Linked DNA regions of Gasterosteus aculeatus: region 2 is linked to region 1. Evidence: chromatin contacts called from public Hi-C data. All regions are on one chromosome and are shown on one strand. Each heading gives the region's core, a stretch centred on a gene start, on an enhancer-like site or on the middle of the called end of the contact. The rest is flanking DNA. Distances are from core to core; before and after follow the strand shown.

Region 1 (7,117 bases), core at 127-2,626:
TTTCCATCGTCGGTTCACAGCAACAACAAAAAAAAAGTCAAAGGATGTCCCGCGTTGTGGAAGCACCGGGTGTGTGTTTATGCACAACACTGCAAGGCAGGCCGACGTGCACGTTCATCTGGCTGCTGTCCACGCGTGTAGGACAAACTGTAGGTTTTTATTTATTTAGCAAAAACGACAATTTGGTTTCCTCATCGAATTACCTTTTAATAACGAAGCCATTTGATACAACTTGCATGTCCCCCACATGTTCAAATCATATCTGAGTTCAGTAAGTCAGTCTTATAATCGTCTTCCTGTTATTATTATTGTTATTATTTGTATTGTTTTTATTGTTATTATTGTTGTTTACTAATGCGTTTATTTATTTACCACTATTACTTCAGCTTACTTTAAATTGGCCCTCGGCGTTTAAGATTCGATCCAAACGCCTTGAGGTTTCGGTAACATCAGTGAAACCCCGCATCGTGCCATTTGTCGCTCCATTTTTGTCTGTCCCCAAACAACAAATTACAGCCACAATGCAGGGTTTCATAAGGTCAACTTGGATGACCACGTGGATGTGTCCTTTTTGCCTTTTGGATAATGCTGGTCCAAAATAGCCACCAACATTTTCATTTGCAGTCATTGCTCATGCGACCGTTTTGCCAATAAAGCCTGCCAACGTGGTGCAACTGTCAATATTAATGAAATTGGCGCTCCAAATGAGATGACCTGACAGCAACAACAAGCATGAGGGGGGAATTCAATTATTTTTAGTAATTTAGTAATAATATATTACTTTATTACTAAAGTAATATATTTAGTAATATTTAGTAATAATATATTACTTTTATATATTTTATATATATAATTATATATATAATTAATGTATGAAGCGTGAGGGTCTGGTTTGATAAATAGTCTGGGGTTTGATACACAGAGAGAGGGAGTTGATTGAAATGGCGTGTGCCCGGCTGACGGGAGCCAGTGAGGGACAAAGCCTCTGCGAAGCCACGGCCACTCGAGCAATTATTCCTCCACGCTGCATTTGGATTAGTGCAATGGAAAGAAGCATATGTTTTGCCCGGGGCAACACTCCCCCCCTGGCTGACTGCGGAAGACGCAGGGAGAGACTCGGGGAGACACACATGGAGAGAGAGTGACTGCAACTAGAATATTAAACTGCGATAACCATAAGTGGATAAACATTAACACAATTTAAATCTACGGGTTTTTTTCATATATTTGGGGATACACAAACACATAAAGTTGTGAACCTCGTCCTCACACCGGATGACAACAAGGGCTCCTTTCAACACATATTACTTATTGTTGATTTAAAAATAAACATTTTCAAAGTGACAAATACCCACATAAATGTGTGCGTGTGTGTATGTATTTTTCTTTGGTTCACGCGTGCATGTGAAGAGTGCACGTGTTCTTGCATGTCAACCAATCAAACGTCTCTGATTGTTTTTTGTGAAGCTGTATTGGACAGCGGAGCTGCAGAGCAGCGCCTATCGGGAGTCCCTTTGTTTATTCAAAGCCACCTAATGTTTTCTAATCGATTACCTAATGTCTCAAGTAATCAAGGCTGATTTGGTGGAGTCATTGACCTCTCTTGGCTTCCGAACCCTGGTTCACAAAAGTGGGCAAGGGGCCCACAGGGGGGGGTCAGCGCCAGGGGAAGGAGGGAGGTGGGGGGGGGAGCAAAGCCCCAAATGACGACTGATGTCAGAGTTGAGGACAATTAGCCATTTTGCGCTTCATTGCAAACTTTAAAGTCATAATTCGATTCCGCCAATAGCCGTATCAAATGTCATTTAGAGGAACCCCGCGTCTTGTCCAAGCCACTTACTATTAAGCCGGCAGTTTGAAATGCGCCCTGAGAAACAAGTGTGAATATTGGCATAATAGGCGGCATATACGTTTGCAGCAATTGCATCGATAAAGTGACCATCTGCTCTCTATCGTGGAAGGCTCTGCCTCTCATAGTATTTCTGGCTGGAATTGTATCAAATTCCAATCACACCAATAACATGTGTAGCAGTGCAGCTAACGAATCCCTGTTGCCCCTCATATCCCACATCTTCCCATGCAGGCAAGCAGCTCCAACCCATCGCCTGCAAGCGGTACAGTGCCGACCGCTGCAGCGACAGCGCTGCGGGCGATTTCGGCCACGCAGACACTCCGGCAGCATCAACTGAATACTTTCTGACACCCCCCTCCCACCCCGCACCGAACATCACTGCTGGCGTGTAAAGTGGACCGATGAGCGCAGCAGTGACGCGCGCGCTCAGCTGGTCGAAGGGGGAAAAGTTGCGTTCACGTGCTTAGCGGACAGTGATCGGTAGAAGGCGAGTAGCTTGCCAAATAAATACAGTAATATAGTATTTGCACACGGAGCATCAATTCGAGATGTGCGTGAATCCTCGATGCAATCGTTGCTTGCAGCTTTTGATTTTAAGGTATAGATTGGCGCCAGAAGAAAGCGCGCGCGTGCGCTCAGGGGTGGTTCGATTGAGTCTTGTCTGTTTGGCCTTCATTACACCTCTGCTGCAAACTATAAATAACGACCAGAGCGCCAGCCCAGTAAACCTGTTTTTTTTTTTTTTTACCAGAGAAGCATATAAAACTAGAAAAAGCATTTCCTGCTGAAAATGCGTTGGAATGCAAAAAGCTGAAAGCTGCACTGAATATTTAAAAATAGCTGAAAATACAGAAAGTTGAAGGGAATTTGAATACATTTGCTGAATATTTAAAAATAGCTGAAAATACAGAAAGTTGAAGGGAATTTGAGTACATTTGCTGAATATTTAAAAATAGCTGAAAATACAGAAAGTTGAAGGGAATTTGAATACATTTGCTGAAATAAAAGATATTAGAAAAGCTGAAATTAATTTGAAATAGCTGAAAATACAGAAATGGGAGAAGCTGAAAGGAATTTCAATAGATTTGCTGAAAAAGCAGAAATGAAAACAGCTGAAATAAATGTGAAATATTGCAAAACAGAAGTTGCAGGAGCTTAAATGAATTTTAAAAAGTACAGAAATAACAAAAGCTGAGATGAATAAAAAGAGGTTTAAAATTGTTTGTAGTAATGTTAGTTGTAATTTGGGTATTAGTACTAGCAGTAGAAGTCGGTTTAGTATCAATAGCAGTAGAAACAGCTGGAATACTGATACTATTAGCCATAGTAGTATTTTTAATAACATTAGTAGTAGTTGTATTAATAGCAGTAGAAATACTAGTAGTATGGTAGTAGAAGTATCAGTTGTAGTTCTACTAGAAGTACTAGTAATATTCGTAGTGGTTATAGTAGTATTTGAAAGAGCAATGCGTATTTCAACGAAACCGCTTCATGGTTAAGGTACAGATAATCATTGAAGCTTTTAGTTTGTAATGATGGAATTGGGTGAGGGGGGTTGGGAAACAGAATGTTTGTTATTCAAACTAAGAAGTTTTTAATTAATAGGCCTCATCACAAACATTACAGTAAAAATTCCCTCCATGGGGCTTTTATTTTGAAATTATTGGATTGGGTGGGGTGGGGGGGTGTAGATAGAGGGAGGGAGGGTGAGAGGGTGAGGAAGGGAGGGGTGGTGAGGAAGAGATAGAGGGAGAGAGAGAGAGAGAGAGGAGAAATAGACAGACATACTGACTGACTGAGTGATAAACAGTGAGAAGAGGTCAGGGTGGAGGGGGGAGGGGGGGCGAGTGTCTTTATCATATTGGTCTGTTGACAGAAAGCATAGCTGCGTCATGTGACTCCACTAATCAGGTCATATAAGCAGCTGTGAGCCACAGACAGATCTTGCAGCCGTGTGAGTGCTCGTAACCACGACAACGGCGCACCTGTGATCATTAACGATCTGCTGCAAAAGACAGAGACATGGCAGCAAGTTACACAGAATCCACACCTCACACAAATGGGAACCAGCGCAAAACTATAACAGCTATCTAAAAAATACGGCGTTTGTATGAGACCCAAGACTCTACCGAACGCGTGGATGTGCGTTTTATGTCTGTCCGGTAATAAATACGGCTCCTATGGCCGTTGACAGAACGTGTACCTTGTGGATTTTTGTGAGAAATATGTCGGCAGATTTGTATTGGAGCCTATGGGGCTTTTGGCAGAGGTTGTGTCACTCAAACACACCTTGCGCCAAAACTAAAAAACTCTGGGATTCCATGAACACATTAATCCAATCAGCACAACCATACCCTCATTAATCTGAAGAAATGAAGCCTCTAGGGTGTATACTTTGGCTGCAAGGACAGAAGTTCCATATTTTTTTAACCAGATTCCTGCGATGCCCCACACTCTAGCCTGCGAGGTCCCGCCTCTAGCAGACGCAATACACACTCATGTAAAAGTCAGAAACGGAGCGAAGAACTAGTGAAACATAATCATTCATTATAAAAAAAGTACAATAGATATGAAGAAGCAGTTTTTTTCATAAAATAGTTGAGACTTGTGTGAACATTTGAGAGTTGAAATGGTGTCTGTAGCTGAAAGATTTGCGAAGCTGAAAAATCTGAAAGTTGAAGAAGTTGAAGAGGATTTAAACACGATCTCCATAGGAAAACCATTAGACGAAATATTCATGATTACTGATTTATATAAATTCAAGCTTAAGAGGTAGAAAGCTGAACATACATAGCCCTCAAGCCAGAAATAAGCTGAATATTTTAAAATTTGAACGGTTTAAATAGCTGAAAATGGGAAGCAGTTGAAAGGTGGCACGGAAGAAATAGAATAAGAATAAGTTGAAACTAGAAAAAGCATTTCCTGCTGAAAATGCGTTGGAATGCAAAAAGCTGAAAGCTGCACTGAATATTTAAAAATAGCTGAAAATACAGAAAGTTGAAGGGAATTTGAATACATTTGCTGAATATTTAAAAATAGCTGAAAATACAGAAAGTTGAAGGGAATTTGAGTACATTTGCTGAATATTTAAAAATAGCTGAAAATACAGAAAGTTGAAGGGAATTTGAATACATTTGCTGAAATAAACGATATTAGAAAAGCTGAAATTAATTTGAAATAGTTGAAAATACAGAAATGGGAGAAGCTGAAAGGAATTTCAATAGATTTGCTGAAAAAGCAGAAATGAAAACAGCTGAAATAAATGTGAAATATTGCAAAACAGAAGTTGCAGGAGCTTAAATGAATTTTAAAAAGTACAGAAATAACAAAAGCTGAGATGAATAAAAAGAGGTTTAAAATTGTTTGTAGTAATGTTAGTTGTAATTTGGGTATTAGTACTAGCAGTAGAAGTCGGTTTAGTATCAATAGCAGTAGAAACAGCTGGAATACTGATACTATTAGCCATAGTAGTATTTTTAATAACATTAGTAGTAGTTGTATTAATAGCAGTAGAAATACTAGTAGTATGGTAGTAGAAGTATCAGTTGTAGTTCTACTAGAAGTACTGGTAATATTCGTAGTGGTTATAGTAGTATTTGAAAGAGCAATGCGTATTTCAACAAAACCGCTTCATGGTTAAGGTACAGATAATCATTGAGGCTTTTAGTTTGTAATGATGGAATTGGGTGAGGGGGGGTTGGGAGACAGAATGTTTGTTATTCAAACTAAGAAGTTTTTAATTAATAGGCCTCATCACAAACATTACAGTAAAAATTCCCTCCATGGGGCTTTTATTTTGAAATTATTGGATTGGGTGGGGTGGGGGGGTGTAGATAGAGGGAGGGAGGGTGAGAGGGTGAGGAAGGGAGGGGTGGTGAGGAAGAGATAGAGGGAGAGAGAGAGAGAGGAGAAATAGACAGACATACTGACTGACTGAGTGATTAACAGTGAGAAGAGGTCAGGGTGGAGGGGGGAGGGGGGGCGAGTGTCTTTATCATATTGGTCTGTTGACAGAAAGCATAGCTGCGTCATGTGACTCCACTAATCAGGTCATAGGAGCAGCTGTGAGTCACAGACAGATCCTGCAGCGTGTGAGTGCTCGTAACCACGACAACGCCGCACCTGTGCGGCTGCAAAAGGGGAGACATGGCAGCAAGTTACACAGAATCCACACCTCAGACAAATGGGAACCAGCGAAAAACTATAACAGCTATCTAAAAAATACGGCGTTTGTATGAGACCCAAGACTCTACCGAACGCGTGGATGTGTTTTTATGTCTGTCCGGTAATAAATACGGCTCCTATGGCCGTTTACAAAACGTGTACCTTGTGGATTTTTGTGAGAAATATGTCGGCAGATTTGTATTGGAGCCTATGGGGCTTTTGGCAGAGGTTGTGTCACTCAAACACTCCTTGCGCCAAAACTAAAAAACTCTGGGATTCCATGAACACATTAATCCAATCAGCACAACCATACCCTCATTAATCTGAAGAAATGAAGCCTCTAGAGTGTATACTTTGGCTGCAAGGACAGAAGTTCCATATTTTTTTAACCAGATTCCTGCGATGCCCCACACTCTAGCCTGCGAGGTCCCGCCTCTAGCAGACGCAATACACACTCATGTAAAAGTCAGAAACGGAGCGAAGAACTAGTGAAACATAATCAGTGATTATAAAAAAAGTACAATAGATATGAAGAAGCAGTTTTTTTCATAAAATAGTTGAGACTTGTGTGAACATTTGAGAGTTGAAATGGTGTCTGTAGCTGAAAGATTTGCGAAGCTGAAAAATCTGAAAGTTGAAGAAGTTGAAGAGGATTTAAACACGATCTCCATAGGAAAACCATTAGACGAAATATTCATGATTACTGATTTATATAAATTCAAGCTTAAGAGGTAGAAAGCTGAACATACATAGCCCTCAAGCCAGAAAGGAGCTGAATATTTTAATATTTGAACGGTTTAAATAGCTGAAAATGGGAAGCAGTTGAAAGGTGGCACGGAAGAAATAGAATAAGAATAAGTTGAAATAAAGATTAGAAGAACAATACTTGGAATGCTTAAAGCATTCCAACTAACTAGAAAAGGCATTTCCTGCTGAAAATGCGTTGGAATGCAAAAAGCTGAAAGCTGCACTGAATATTTGAAAATAGCTGAAAATACAGAAAGTTGAAGGGAATTTGAATACATTTGCTGAAATGACAGATATTTGAAAAGCTGAAATTAATTTGAAATAGCTGAAAATACAGAAATGGGAGAAGCTGAA
Region 2 (6,721 bases), core at 1,636-4,135, 49 kb after region 1:
TTTTTTTTTTTTTCTACATGCGACTCGCCGAGCTCCACTCCCCCTTTTTCTCCCTCAGCACACCTTTAGTTTTTGTTTTGTTTTTTTCAAATAACGAAACACCGGGCTGGGACTGGATTTCATTTGCGCGTTTTTATACGTATTTGCATCCACCAGAGGGGAAACATTGCCTGTAAATAACAAATAATAATAATAAAAATAATAATCTCCACAATCTGAACGCCGAGCTTTGCTTATATTTTTGTATAAGAATATCCTCTGAGGACGCGAGTGAAAACACGTTCAACCGGCTTCTCCACTGCTAAAAAGAAGTCCCTGATGTTCGTGCCAAACTTTGTTTATGGCACCAACAACAATCAGTCAGCGCATGCACCTCATACGGACACGCACACACGCATATTCTAATGCCTCATGTTTCAAATAAATGAAAACTAAGGAGTAAATGTCCATGTTGGTTAAGCAGCGAAGTGTGGCGGCATTTGCCATTTAGTCAAGATATATTTATTTTAATGAAATTAATGGTGTATACATTTTTTAAGTATCCGCTTGTTATTTTATATATGGATAAAATATTTTATGTGATATTTAAAAAATGAAAATAAAGATGTAACTGGTGTGAATTGCATTTAAAATATTTCTGTTATTAGCATAATACAAAACCATCGTTATTATTTTTGTTTATTTATTTCTTATCATCGATTTTACCACTATCTGCTTATCTTCTAATTTTGATACGCACAAATACCCAAACAGAAGATCCTAGTAAAATATATATAAAAAACATGTATCTATTACTTTCTGCACTTAAATTAAATGTGTTCACTAACACCTGTCAAAAGACTGACATATTTGGATCAAAACAATGAAACGTACCCCTAAAGTGATCATCTTAAACAAAAATATCAAACTTAAATTAAATTAAACAAATCAAAGAGGAGTCCCTTACCTCGCAATCTTCATATTTAATGTTATCAGTTAATTTCCAAAGCATTTTCATGGATTGTTGAGGTGGATATTGAGTGGTATCGCCTTAGTCTTGTTTTCACTCAGTGAATTGTGCTCCCCGCTCAGAAAAACTACTTTTATTGAAGCTGTGGGCTTCTGTCTGTCTTGCGCTCTGAGGTCTCCCTCTAATGGTAGAAGTGAAGGGCTGGAGCAGCTCTGTAATAACACTGGCACAGGGCCTCATTAGCATATCAACAGTCGTTTGATTCCCCCCCCCCCTCTCCCCCCCCCCCCCCCCCCCCCCCCCCCCCACCCCCCTCCCCTCATCTGCTCACACCAACACCAATGGACAGCGCACAGGTAAAAACTAAAACGATAGGACGCTATACACGCTTATTATTCCGACTGTTCTGCGAGCTGTGTGTGTGTGCGTGTATTGAGGGGGGAAGAGGGCAGAGCCATGCATGTGGATCTGCATGCACCTGGGACGGTTTTCTACAAGTCGAGGCTCGAGCAAAGCGCGTCGGGCTGCACAAATTACACGTTCACGTTCAATTTTCATAACGAAGAACGAAATAATATTCAAATATCATGCTGCTGTAAGAAAGAGTCTACATTGACTGAAAACAAATCCGCTCATCCTCGTGTCTCCATTACTTCTCTAGGACGGCAGGCCTATGCAAATACAACCCTGACACACACTTTTGGGCTTTTTAAAAAAAAAAAACTCCCAAACTGTTATTTTAATCCCATTGAGAGCGCGGAGCCTTGAGAGGCCATTCTTCCTGTGTTATGGTAAACAGGTGAGCCATTCGGAGCGGCTCTACAGGTCCATTGACTACCTGTAAGGGGAGGGCTTGCCGGTGTGTGGGGGTTAGGGGGGGGGGGGGGGATGTAAATAATTAACACAACAACATGGCCTTGTTTCATTTGAATGAACGGCCAGGGGAGCCCGGCTCTTCCCTGTCGCCGGCCGAGCCTTCACCTCAGCAGGTCGTGGGTCGGCAGACAGGTCGCCGGCTCTTTCAAGGCGTTGGCTGCTCTCGTTTTAAAAACCCAGATTACCATTTTTGGTGGAGGGCTTGTCTTTTTTTTTTGCAGCAGCAGCAGCAGTTGGGCTATTAATGAGAATGGAGCGATGAAACTGGCTGACAATGACAGCTATGTGCATGTGCGTTTCTGTTGATCCAGCCTGGCTGTCTGTGGGGATGATTTTTCCTCCGTTTTAAAGCAGTGATACTAAAGTTTAGCGTCTCTTTAACCCCCCACACACCTCACAAAACAAGGCCCCGTATTCCAGTGACGAGACCAGGGATGCTTTGGAAACTTGCGAGTGGGAAACACGCAATCCAAATATGGATCCTGTGTGAATATACACGCGAAAGGCTAGACGAATCACATCTCACCTCAGACACGCAACCGCATATTAAGGGCTGCGTTTCATATGAAATACTCCACGACCAAAACCCACGTCTCATGCTTTCCACACATTTCTGATTCAAACACATGACCGTCCGCCTGAATTACAACCTACAACCCCACGCGATCAACATCCTCACTCTTTCACGGCCCCCCAAAAGAAGAAGCGTTCCTTATGAAATAAGTTCTTCGTGTTAGCGTGTGCCTGTGAACTATACACCGACTCTTTTCATGGAACGTGTTCACGAAAGCGGCCTCTTGCTGCACAACAAAAGTGGACATTTTGACAGTTTCCACGGTTCACCCGCCGCGTCTTTGTCTTAAAAGTAAGCAGCACATACCTGCCATTCTCCCATTCTGCCCATAATTGACATTCTGTGTCTTCTGCTGCCTTTGGTCGTTGTCGGTAGATCCGGTTCCGTGTCTATCTCATTGAGCCTCCGGTGCCGAACTGAACCTTTTACGTTGTTTTTTTTTCGCCTGACCGGATCGTCTCACCTGGCCATAAAAAGTGTTGCGGAGTGTTGGCGCATGCGCAGTGCTCCGGGTGTGGACGCGTAAGGAGAAACTACCTGGGGAAAGTGGAATCACCTACGTTGTGTCTGGTTTCTGCATTTGCCTGTTTTGTCTTCAAAGACTACGGATTGGGTTTTTATGAAACAATAAATGATCGAACGAACATGTTTTTAAATATTAGTTATTGTTGAGGAAACTCAAGAGATACCGGAATGCACTATAGCTTAATCATAGTCCCTGCTGTGACTACGAAATATAGATATATTTGCAGAGAGTGTAAATCGAAGCTGTTAACACATCCAGTTAATTTTTCGTTGAGTAACAAATTCTTTGCTTCATGTAAATTTGCATTAAAAAATGAAAAGGAGTGAAAAGCGATGCCGTTTACCTTTCCCCTTAATTTATCTCACAACTAAATTAATAAACATGATATTAAACAAGATAGGTAAATATGGGCGAAAGAAAATTTAAATCAAATCGGTAGTATGTTATAAGAACCGAAAAAGACGTGTATTTATCTTATACTTTCCTCCTGTTAATTGTATATGAATCCTCATTGCAAATGAAACTGTGTCAAGTTAGAAAACTTGAAGGTTAACTGCCAACATCATTACTTCTGCGCAGAGAGCCCTGCTATTGTGAGGGTCATTATTTATTCATCCACTGTTTATTTCTAATACTTATGTAGACCCCCCAGGCCAAGAGCGAATGAGGTCTCCCTCTCTCTGTGTCTCGCACGCGCACACGCGCTACAACTCACACACTCACGCATACAGAGAGGAGAGCAACACGTGCAATGACAGAGGTGATAATGGTCGAGGCTTTAGTCCAAAACCCGTTTTTTGTCCTCTTTCAAGTCCTTTACGGAGCACACACACACACACACACACACACACACACACACACACACACACACACACACACGTCGCTGCAGCTGCGTCGGTTCTCTCACCACATCTAACACTTTATATTAGACATATTTAATTCATACACTGAGATTATTGGACCAACTTTTTGTTGAGATTTTGCATTTAGCCCTATAAATCCTGTTTTTTTGAGGGGGGTTGCATAATTCCGTATCGAATGTAAAGATTTTTGTTTCTTCTTTTTTTTTTTTTTGTTGCAGTGTTAATATTTAAAACAAGCCTTCATGTTTGACTTCAAAGGCGAAGACATTTTAACTACACACACAATACCTGCAGCTATAAAGACCTCTCCAGGACTGTACAAAGGAGGGCTGGGTAAAGAGGGGGGGGGGGGGGGGGGGGGGGAATCAGAAATATAGTTTGGGGCTCTGCGCACTAAAGGGAGGAGTAAGTTTTAAAGCAGAGCTGTCTGACAGTGAGCTACTCTCAGACAGGAGCGGGGGTCCCCGTTGGATATCCAGCCTGTTTGTCTAAGGCTCGGTTTCCAACCACTTCCAGCATCGCACTGGGCCTCCGGGCGACGCTCGGCTTCCTAACATTGCAAGCTGTGTTTAATAGGCGTCGGCAACGGCGGCACCGCAGGCAATTTGTACAGCCATTCCGATTCAGACAAATTACAATAAAATGATTATTGATGTAAGCATTGTTGTAATTGTTATTATTACATATAACATTTTCTATATTGATTTGGTATCCGTTGTGTGTGTGTGTGTGTGTATGAGGGGGATCGTGTCTCGTTGGGAAAAAAAAGAATCCTGTTAATAAACTGGATGAATTACGAATTCAATCTCATTGAGAAAAAAAAAGAAGTAACTTTTCTTACTTCATGTTGTCTCCTCTTTCCCTCGTTTCATTAAAGTACACAGACCTGTGATGGAGAAGCTGGAAAATGTTCTAACAAAGCGGGTATGTTGTTGTTGTTGTTGTTGTTGTTGTTGTTGTGGCAGCTGCACGTGTCAGCCTGCTGAGGACCTGGCGGTCCCGGTACAGGACCCCCCGTGTAGCTCTCAAAGATCACCGCATCACAGTGTCGGTTGAGTGAGAAGGTTTTGGGGCCCATCGTATGGAAACGCTGCTTCCCAACTGTGATAAATTGTGTTATAGCGCCATCTAGCTTCCGGAGATGGATTTAAAACCATATTGCGTTGTAATTGAAACCAAATGAGAATGTGCTCGTGGTGAGCCTTCCCATCGGTAAATTAAACAAAAAAGCAGCTGGTCAAAAGAAACATGTTCAAATCAGTGAAATATACGGGTTTGACCAAATGTCCGGTTCATCAGTCACGTTTGAAATGAAACAGATGACATTCATTGGGTTTGGTTAAACCAGCTTCCGTTCACCTTAAAGCACCTTTCTTTACTAAAGATTTCAGCTCTAACAGCGGTATGTTTTCGCAGTAATCACCCATTAAGGCTCAAATACTGAAAATACATATTCTGGTGCTATGATGTGTGTTTGATCCTTTCCAGACATTTTGCTCTACATGTAAAGCAACATTGGAATGTGGGGCGCGCGGCAACTCAAGTCTTGTCAAAGCTCGGCGATGTGCGATACCTCTTAAATAAAACTTAATCTAATCCTGTAGTGCCACCTTGTGGCGGAAATAATAAAACCAGGTCCCTCCCACTATCCTTGAGCATCCTGAGGTCTGTAGTTTATTTTCACTGCAATGTCATAAGATAGCTACCTGTTTTTTTTTTACAGTAGTAAAGACATCAACAAACATTCTGGCATATCAAACAACAGAGGTGGTTATGAGATTCCTGACAGCAAATGACTTGGAAACAATAGTCTGTTGAACCACGCACATCGATGTGGAAACAGACTTTAATCGGGGGGACGCAAATCCGTCTCAGCAGATCAAATTATATGTTACAAATAAACCAGATGGTAATGTCAAACATGTTCATTGTACACACAAAGGAAGAGAGACAAACATGAGAGGGCCTAGGCATACACAAAATAACAAACCCATAATATAACTTTGGAAAAAAAATCAATAGATGTATTGGTCATTTATTTGCATTGCTTTAGTAAAATCCGCCGTTTCTGAACTCAGCATTTAGTGTACTACCTCTCCAATTGCACTTCAATGGTTGTTGTGAAAACCGGCGTCAAGTTCCATGTTTGATAAGCATAAATGGCCACTGACGCCTACATGTCCCGTCAGGCACCGCGGCGCGTGTTGTGTGCACCAATCATTCGTGCTCGGCAAAGAACAGGCTGCCGTCGGTTGTGACAGAGGACGAACTGGAAGAGCAAGGTTGTGTGCGGCTTAATTTGCGTTTCACGTTTTCTTTTTTGACCGTATCCGACGCTTTAAGCTCGAGTTGCTCCACATTAAAATAAATGGCGCGGGTAATATATTGTGTGAGCTTGCACGAGATCGATACACGCGCGGTTGATACAACTGTTCAGCAGCTAACGTAGCAGTGTAACAGCGGGGGACACCTCGAGTTTATCCATGTTTCCGGTGTTATGTGTCCTCTGGACTCGGCTTAGTTTTCTCTGAGGAAAGCCTTTTCGCTTTAGTGGATAACTTCGGCGCGTAGCAGGAAATCGTCTGAATTCGATAGTGACCGTGAACGCAACGCTAACGTCACGTGTGTTCTCTCCCTCGCCGGTGTCCAGCATGTCTACAGATTACGTAGGATATGGTTATGCAGCCCTCATCGCATCCGGAGGAGCCATCGGTTATTTTAAAGCAGGTAAGTAGAGCACTTTTTAATGTTCTTCTATTCTATGACTTTCTTTGACGCATCGTCGCATCCCTCAAGTTCACAATCAAACTGACGCTCAATTTCTAGTAAGTAGAATTGGGATTACCACATTCCACAAGTAGCTCTGTTGTTCAAATTCTGCATCGTAAAACCAGAATCGATGACTCTCATAACACACCGGTGTGTTGCTTTTT

Evidence for each region. A called contact is a pair of places that touch in the nucleus more often than the background predicts.
Region 2: a Hi-C map of skeletal muscle shows a contact between it and region 1, with 3 times the contacts expected there. The contact joins the promoter of tfap2a here to the enhancer-like site in region 1. A contact is called at or near these places in 6 of 6 Hi-C or Micro-C datasets (blood and trunk muscle, liver, skeletal muscle and 2 more).

What each region holds. Positions count from the first base shown.
Region 1 is chr21:11,678,320-11,685,436 of fGasAcu3.hap1.1, forward strand. No RefSeq gene overlaps it. Among protein-coding and RNA genes, the nearest start is that of tfap2a, 47 kb to the right of the region's middle. Within about 2 kb of position 1,377, at least 1 of the 9 cell types and tissues checked has open chromatin away from gene starts, as enhancers often do.
Region 2 is chr21:11,725,795-11,732,515 of fGasAcu3.hap1.1, forward strand. tfap2a (transcription factor AP-2 alpha) reads right to left here and starts at 2,886. Exons shown (of 7, transcript XM_040167706.2): 1 at 2,706-2,886. The coding sequence starts at 2,738. tmem14ca (transmembrane protein 14Ca) reads left to right here and starts at 5,957. Exons shown (of 5, transcript XM_040166807.2): 1 at 5,957-6,070; 2 at 6,439-6,515. The coding sequence starts at 6,440.